Regions from separate parts of the Triticum aestivum genome. Here region 1 is linked to region 2. A link is a contact called in public Hi-C data. All regions are on one chromosome and are shown on one strand. The core of a region is the stretch at or near the end of the contact, and the rest is flanking DNA. Distances in the headings are between cores, read along the strand shown.

Evidence for each region. A called contact is a pair of places that touch in the nucleus more often than the background predicts.
Region 1: a contact with region 2 is called in a Hi-C map of leaf, with 5 times the contacts expected there. The contact joins two enhancer-like sites. A contact is called at or near these places in 2 of 5 Hi-C or Micro-C datasets (both in leaf).

What each region holds. Positions count from the first base shown.
Region 1 is chr2B:447,400,329-447,404,261 of IWGSC CS RefSeq v2.1, reverse strand. No RefSeq gene overlaps it. Among protein-coding and RNA genes, the nearest start is that of LOC123045363, 59 kb to the left of the region's middle. Within about 2 kb of position 1,366, at least 7 of the 8 cell types and tissues checked have an H3K27ac peak or open chromatin away from gene starts, as enhancers often do. A contact at or near this core is called in leaf, where this site is marked.
Region 2 is chr2B:447,138,689-447,142,499 of IWGSC CS RefSeq v2.1, reverse strand. No RefSeq gene overlaps it. Among protein-coding and RNA genes, the nearest start is that of LOC123045362, 160 kb to the right of the region's middle. Within about 2 kb of position 2,304, at least 4 of the 8 cell types and tissues checked have an H3K27ac peak or open chromatin away from gene starts, as enhancers often do. A contact at or near this core is called in leaf, where this site is marked.

The DNA of each region.
Region 1 (3,933 bases), core at 117-2,616, 260 kb before region 2:
TTCAAGTCTTTTGCCTAGGTTCTCGCGCTTAGCATTGTTTCTTCCTAGGGTCACCACACTTATCTCTCTCCTCTTAATTACCTTGCCACATCAGACTTTTGCCACTTTTTGCCTACATGAGAGCCTTAGCACCTGTACAAGGTGAAGCATTGGGAGGGGCCTAAAACTCCAGATCCTGTGAACCAAAGAGCCCATGATAGTTTAACATTATCCTAAATAAGTTAAATGTTTTTCGTGACAAAAGAGGTTAAATAATCTATACTATGTGTCCATAATAAACGAGGTAGATTAAATCATTAGTCAATCCTTCAATACTAAACCTGATGGGGCCAAGTATTCATCAATTGTTATTTTATCTTTCTACAAAAGAAAATGTTATTTTTATCTAAAAAAATGAATGCCAATATCTGGGGAACGTTCACTGGTCGCCTATCCCCAATGAACAGTCAAATCGCCATGCAATTTCAACTAAATTGCCAATTTTTCAAAAATCACGATGACTAATAGAGAAAAATGTCATGTACCAAAAAAATGACATCAATTTTCTTAAAACAATAGCCATCCTAGTGATCTGGATCCAATGGCCGTGGGGGCGTTCCCTGAGACCTTCTCCATTTAACATTCCCATAAAAGAATATTAATTTTGTTCTGACGGTTAGAACCATCCTAAAATCCATCTCAAAAAACCCCCTCCAATTACAACTAGTACTATGGAACTTAATAAATAAATAAATAAGTGATTATATTCTACTAATTTTCTCTCGGTTTTGCCTTCGGTTTGAATTTCCTTTCAGTGGATGGTTTACCCCATTTGTATTTTTTTTTTGGAAGTATTTTGTTTTCATGGTCACAACTTGAACCCCATGCACTCCATTTGGTAAGTTTGATGTTTGAAGGGTGGCATGCCCGTTTTGGTTAGGTTGAGCTTCTTTCAACATTAATTTCCATTTAGTAAATTTCAACCATTATCTAGAACAATTACTAGTATTACTATAGTACTAAGTTTGATTAGCGTGTTTTTTTTTTTGCGAAGAAGCGTGTTTTGATTTGGCTGTGTGTACATCATGCATGGGAAGGAAGTGATTGTTGCTCCCATGTTCCCATTTGCATAGGCCCCAGCTGCTCCCATCTCGCGGCACTGCTTGGTCGACTGAGCAGTGTCACCGATCCGCCCAACACGCAGGACCACACATCGCCCTCGCCCATCACTCTCATGGATTCTGGTCATTGGCGTCATGGGAGAGGAATGATCAGGCCTAGACCCCACGCCGGAACGGCGAAAAGGCAAACCCAACCCAGAGAGTACGACCAGCGGTGCGGCCCACCACCATTTCTCTTACTCAAAGCCGGTCCACGCGGGTACAGGTTGCTGCGACCGTCCACTGTTTGCCTGTTGGTGTGAACGGGATCGGACAGCCACCCCCCACCCCCACCCCCACCGCGCCGTCTGCCGTGCGAGAGCGAGTGAGACGGGTGGAAGAGGAAATTGCGCTGGACGGACCAGTTTTCTTTTTCCAGATGCGGACAGACCAGTTGCTGTAGAGTATGAATAGCTCTAAATGCAGACATCTTCAGCCCTGCCGAGAAGAAAATTACTACTACTGCTACGTCTTCCACCATCTGCTATGAGAGAAAAAAACTCAAAACAAGCCAGCTCAGCTCGAGGGCTCCTCTGCGCGCCAGCTCTGCTCAGCTCAGGGGGGCTCGTCTGCGTGCGAGTACTCCGTAGCGTAGTAATGCCAGCACGTGGCCGGTCGTTGGATCTTTTCTTTTTGGAAATGTTAACGCTCACATGTGTGGGCGTTTGCACATCGCCCACACGCCTCCATCACCATTTATTTTGCCACATATGAATAAATGACACCAGAAGAATATTTTTTGATTTTCGGCTTCAAAATGTTGTATCTCCTAAATAAAAAAGCAAACTAAAAATCCGTTTTTATCATTAAATTCGTCTCGACGAGATCTTCAAAACTAGACCCCATGTTGATATATTTCGACGATTTCTTTTTTTGCCAGAAGTTGCCACGATGTTTACACTGCAGTTGCCATAGGGCTTAAACTAAAGTTGCCATGTGGCAATTTTAGTTTGTACATCATGGCAATTTTAGTATTTTGATGATGGCAACTCCAATACTTTGACCATGAAAATTATTTTTTGTATGAACCATGGCAATTTTACGTGCATGTATCATGGCAATTTTAGTTTATGGTTCATGGCAAGTCTAGTTTCTTAATTCCCCGTTTTATAAATGTCAAAATTTACTTTTAAATGTAGAAGAAAATAGCCGAAACATATCATGGCAACTTCAGTGTAAACATCATGGCAATTCATATGCAATAGACATGGCAACTTTTAATCCAAAAAAAATTTCATCAAAACATATCAACATGGATCTAGTTTCGAAGATCTCATCGCGAGGGATTTAATGGTGAAAACGGATTTTCAATCGGATTTTTCGTTTAAGAGATAAAATATTTTAAAAACTGAAAATCCAAAAAGATTTCTGCATGCATGCATGCGATGACGTGGCAATCTGTTTACATTAGAGACGTGTGGTGCGTCTCCCTTCCTGCCACACGTGTGGCAGTTAGCGCGACCCTTTTGTTTAGGCCAACTCCATCGCGCGACCCTCAAACGTGTGTCCGTTTTGTCCGAATTCTGTCCGTTTGGATAGGGCAATGGGGTCGTGTCCGGACAGTTTTCGGGATGCGGTGGCCGCGCCCAGCGGCGGACGCATTCCGGCCGCATCTTGTCCGCATGCACTTTTCTTTGCAAGTCCTTAAAAAAAATTTCATCATTCATTTTGATACATGACAATATATCATCATATTTTGACTAGTAAAGCAAGGCCAAAAAAACAAGAACCACAAGAATACATTTGAGAAGATACCCAACTTTCATAACTGCTCCCTTGAGTTGGGTTAGGGCCTTCTCGATGTACTCATTGTTGATCTATGGAGTAGGCTCGACATTGCACCCTCCTTTCTTCTTCAAGCCAGAAGTCGACGTTGCTTCCTCACACGTAGTATCGTGCCTAGCCTCTAATCTAGCAACAAGTGCACTTGTCTCATCTACAGCCTCTAGGCTAGCTAAAAGTGCACGAACATGTACTAGATTTTGCTCTATCAATATATCGATGTACTCTTCTTTCCAATACCAAAACTTGCATCCATTCTACACAATAAAACTTAAAGTTAGCATAACTAGTCTAATCCAAGAGCACAAACCGAAGCTAAAAAGAGCACATACCCCATCGTTTAAGCACTTGATGAACACCCATCCGGGATGCTCCGGCGTTGTAGACACGTGGCGCACGACCATCCTTGGGCAGTGGTCGCACTTGATGAGGGGCAACGGTGCGCCGACAAGCTTTTGGGCAAGCACCGAGCCCGGTAGGCTGCCATTCACGTATCTGCCGGCGGACCACCGACGATCCAGATCTGAGCGGCTAGAGGACGAGCCACTGCCTGCATGTGGCCTTGCGGCCCTGTCAGGGCCTTCCAGCGAGGTGCCGGGCCAGTCCATGGCGCGGCCCGGCCTCCCACAGCCGGGCGAGCTCAATACCGACCGGATCCGCCCCAAATTCGGCTGGCGGGTGCGCAAACCAGGTGGCCGTGGTGCGGTAGCTCGGCGGCGACGAGGGGAAGGGGCTGGCCGAGCGCGCGTCCGAGTTGCACGGTTGCAATGGCAGCGGCAGCGGCGGCGGCGACGAGCGGAAGAGTGGGGAAGAGTGGAGAAGAGTGGATTGGGATGCGGCGGGAGGGAGGGAGGGGGCGGGTAGAAAAAGGCCCGTCATGTGCCACCGACGGGCGGGCTAGGGAAGGACATGCGCAGACTGCTGGCGCGTCCGCGTGGTGTCCGTTTCACCCCAAAAATGGCGCAAACTTGAACCTCGGATTGGTCAAAAACGAACACAAAACGGATAAAAG
Region 2 (3,811 bases), core at 1,055-3,554:
TGGGCCAAGCCCAAAATTCTAACAAGAACTTACGAGGAGGGTAAATCTCATATCCGACATGAGTTGGTCGTACTGGATAGGAAGATTATAGTACCTTGTGTTGTGTCCTTCTTGAGAGCATTATTCTTAGAGTTGTATCCAGCTAGGAAGGGACCAATAGTATGTGCAGGGGCTGCCCTATTTTCCCTTGGTGGTTGTATGGTGACAACGACAATGTTGAGGACTCTCTAGATTGTTAGAAGTTTTTGTTTGTAGACATCCGACATGTTTGATGTTCTTCACCTATGATCTGTTGCTGCAAAGTTGGAGTTCGTTTGACACCACTTTGAAGCTTAGGTTGTTAGAGATTAAAAAGGCCCGTTTGTCTTGACCCACTTCGGCCTCATTTTCCACATCAAACTCCGCTTATGTGCCGATCATTGCTATGTGATTGAATATAGATGGTTTTCTGCTAAAAATGAAAGCCGGTGGTTTTTGAAACCTTAGCCAGAATTGTGGTGATATTTTTACAATTACTCTATACACTCTTAGAGTTTTTATTGTTAGCTTATCACTGTATGTCATATTTGTATGTAGGACAATACTTTCTGGTCAAGCACGCACGACAGAGCAATGGTGTCGGCTTTGATTCTTTAGTTTACACGTACTTTCTCCGTTCTGATTTAGACACCCTCATATTTTGTGTCAAACTTTAACCATCTATATAATCCACAACATATAATTTATATGAATATCATTAAATTTGTATGAGAAAGATGATCCCCACCATATAAGTTTTGTTACATACTCCCTCCGTTCTTGAAAGAGTGTACTTCCAACTTTGTTGGAAAGTCAAACTTTTTCTATGTTTGACCGTATTTATACATTAATAGACCAACATTTATGCCATCAAATCAGTAGCATTAGATTCATGATAAAATATATTTTCATTATATATCTATTTGATTTCACAAACATTGATATATTTTTGCATAAACTTGGTCAAACTTTGAGATAGTTTGACCCTCCAACAAAGTTGGAAGTACACTCTTTCAAGGACAGAGGGAGTATAGCTCATATAATATTACATGTTAATTTTATGATCAAAGTTTAACACTATATCCGAGAGTGTTCAATAAACCCGGGCAGAGGGTGTACACGATTAAGCAGGGTTGTTTCACATAGAAAATGGTTCACGCGCAACTAACTAAAAGAGATCAATCATTTGTTGCTTTCTAGACTTTCAACTCCTCAGATTTCAGATCTCCATAACTTTCTTTTTTTTTGCGGGGGAGATCTCCATAACTTTAGCTTTGCGTTAGATCCACATCTAGCCAAAATATCCTTGTCCCGGTGAAGTGGCAGAATACATACTCCAGCCCTCCGCTGTTTTCTGTAGGCATGTATACTAGATTCCCTTGTTCACTTTATTAATTCCTCCATCTCAACTAAAGGTGACATTAAGGCTTAAGCTACCACGATTTTTTTTATTGTACTTTTTGCGAGTGAAGCTACCTCGAAATCGACAGATTTATAGCTATATGGAGGTGACAGGTGACGAAGGGTGGCGTGCGTTTAGACTAGAAACCACATGCAAGCATATGCCAAACCAAGGTGGTGTGCGTTGGAAATCAGAACACATGCATCCTCCTTTCCTGCCTTGGTGCGTACGGCGGCGTCAGCCCCGCATATTCAAGTGCCGTGAAGAGCAGATCCACAGGTATATTATTTTGGTCTTCTGGCCATCCCACCAAGAGAGCGGACCAGTCAATACTACGTACACATGGAGCCGGAAAATGCTGGAGGATCCATAAATCAATGCCTTGTCTAAATAATTTGCGCCGTACAGAAAGGAACTACTCCACGTTGTACGAGTGGCAACAACCACCCACATGTCGACTGGGTTAATTAATTTTCAAAGTTAAGCTCACATGATTCTTCTTTTCTCTCTTCCACGTACAGTATTGTACACAAGGAAATCCGCAGAATCATGGCTGCGGTGGCTTGATTGACACCTTGACAGCCATGGCATGACTAGTTGAACAGCAGTGAAAGGTCCACGGCATGTGGGCCTATAACTTAGGGGCACGATCACTATCTCTTAGACGAGACAATGGATGATTGATAGTGCCAAGCTAGCTAGCTAGCTAAATTAGGCGCTGAAACTTTTAGGTATCAGCAACATCGCCCACAGTGCTTCATGTCATAGTCATCGTACACGCTGGCCTAAATTGCTAGTATGACCAGATGCACGGATTATGATCGAGCCGCTGGCGTGCCCTGCTACTAGTATTTGTGACCCCACATGGGCGTGTCGTGCCGGTAACTTTCTCTTTCCGTACCGGCTGGGAATCGTGGTCCAGATGATAGTACACTATTATACATACTGTACTGAATAATGGCTTGGTGATTCATGCGATAGAGGACAAAACTTGCTTTTGAGGTAATAGCACCCAGGTACCCTAACTTGCACACAATGTGATGTTTTAGTTCCAAAATTGCAAAACTAGACCAAACCATACCTCAACTTGCATCCAATGTGATGTTTTAGTCCCAGGCCAATCAGAGCTCGCCAATTGGCTGGGCCGGTCAGCGCTGCCAGTTTTGCACAAAACCCCCTGCCGTTTCCCTGATTCAACCCGCAGTCACCCACCACCTGAATTAAATCTGTCGGATTCCACTTCGCGTCCGTTCGAGAGGGTTCAGTTGGTCGCTGTCGGGGCGACACGGGCTGGCGGGGCGATGGTGACGTCAGCGACGGAGGCGTCGTCGCCGCCCTTCGCCGGGGGCGTGGAGACGCCGGCATCTACACATCTCGTCCGGCCGTTCGGAGCATTCCCTCCTGATTACCGTGAGCTCTCGACGCCCCTTCTCTGCTTTCTTTTCCTCCCTGTCCTCTCCTCTGCTTTGCTTCTCTGAGCTTGTCGCCCCGCCGTTTGCAGCTCGAATCGCGTCCAGTTGTGTTCGAATCAGGGTCGTGTAGTGGGAGTTTCTTGAGTAGGGTCATGTATGGCGAAGTGGAGCTAGGGTTTCGGTCGATGAATTTAGGTTTGGATTCAACACGATAGCTAGGGTTTATGGCGGACAAATTAGATGTTAATGCCTTTGTAGTTGGCTTTTCGTTGTGCTTTAGCCTGCACTCTACTCAAGCATCTGTTCGTGTTGTGAAATTTAACTCCTTTTTGATGTTGAAGATGTTATGTACAGAGTACAAACTTGGCTATTTTAGTTCACTGAATATATTCAGTTATCTGTAGTTCAGTTATCTGTAGTTAACTGAATATTTCAGTTATCTGTAGTTAACTGAATATTTTCAGTTACTGTAGTTATCAAAATTTTGTCAAGTACTGTAGTTAAGTTCATCTTTTTCAGCTTACTGTAGTTAACTGAAAGGTTCAGTTAACTGAACCTTAAGTTGTTGTTCAAGTATGTTGCAATTGACTAATTTATTCAGTTAACTTAATATTCAGTTAACTGATGCATCTTTGTTTTGAATATAGTATGTGATGCAGCAATTGGAGAAAGGGTGGACAGTCCATTTTTTACACTGGAACTTGAGCATGGTGGCATTTTCTGTGGCCCAATCACAAACCTGGAGTACTGGAACCCTTCTGTTGAGGTCCTAGACTTTGTTGACTCTGGCACTTTCTCTTATGCATTCCTTGAACAACACTTGGTTTGGTTGGGATATCCTGTGAGTGAGCACATCATTTACTTAAGCAAACCAAATAAACCAATCTCAGATGGTTTGTTCAGAATTAGCAGTGATGAGGATGTGCAACATATGATCAGAGCTAGTGCTGAGCATAAGATGCTTGCAGTCATGGTTGAC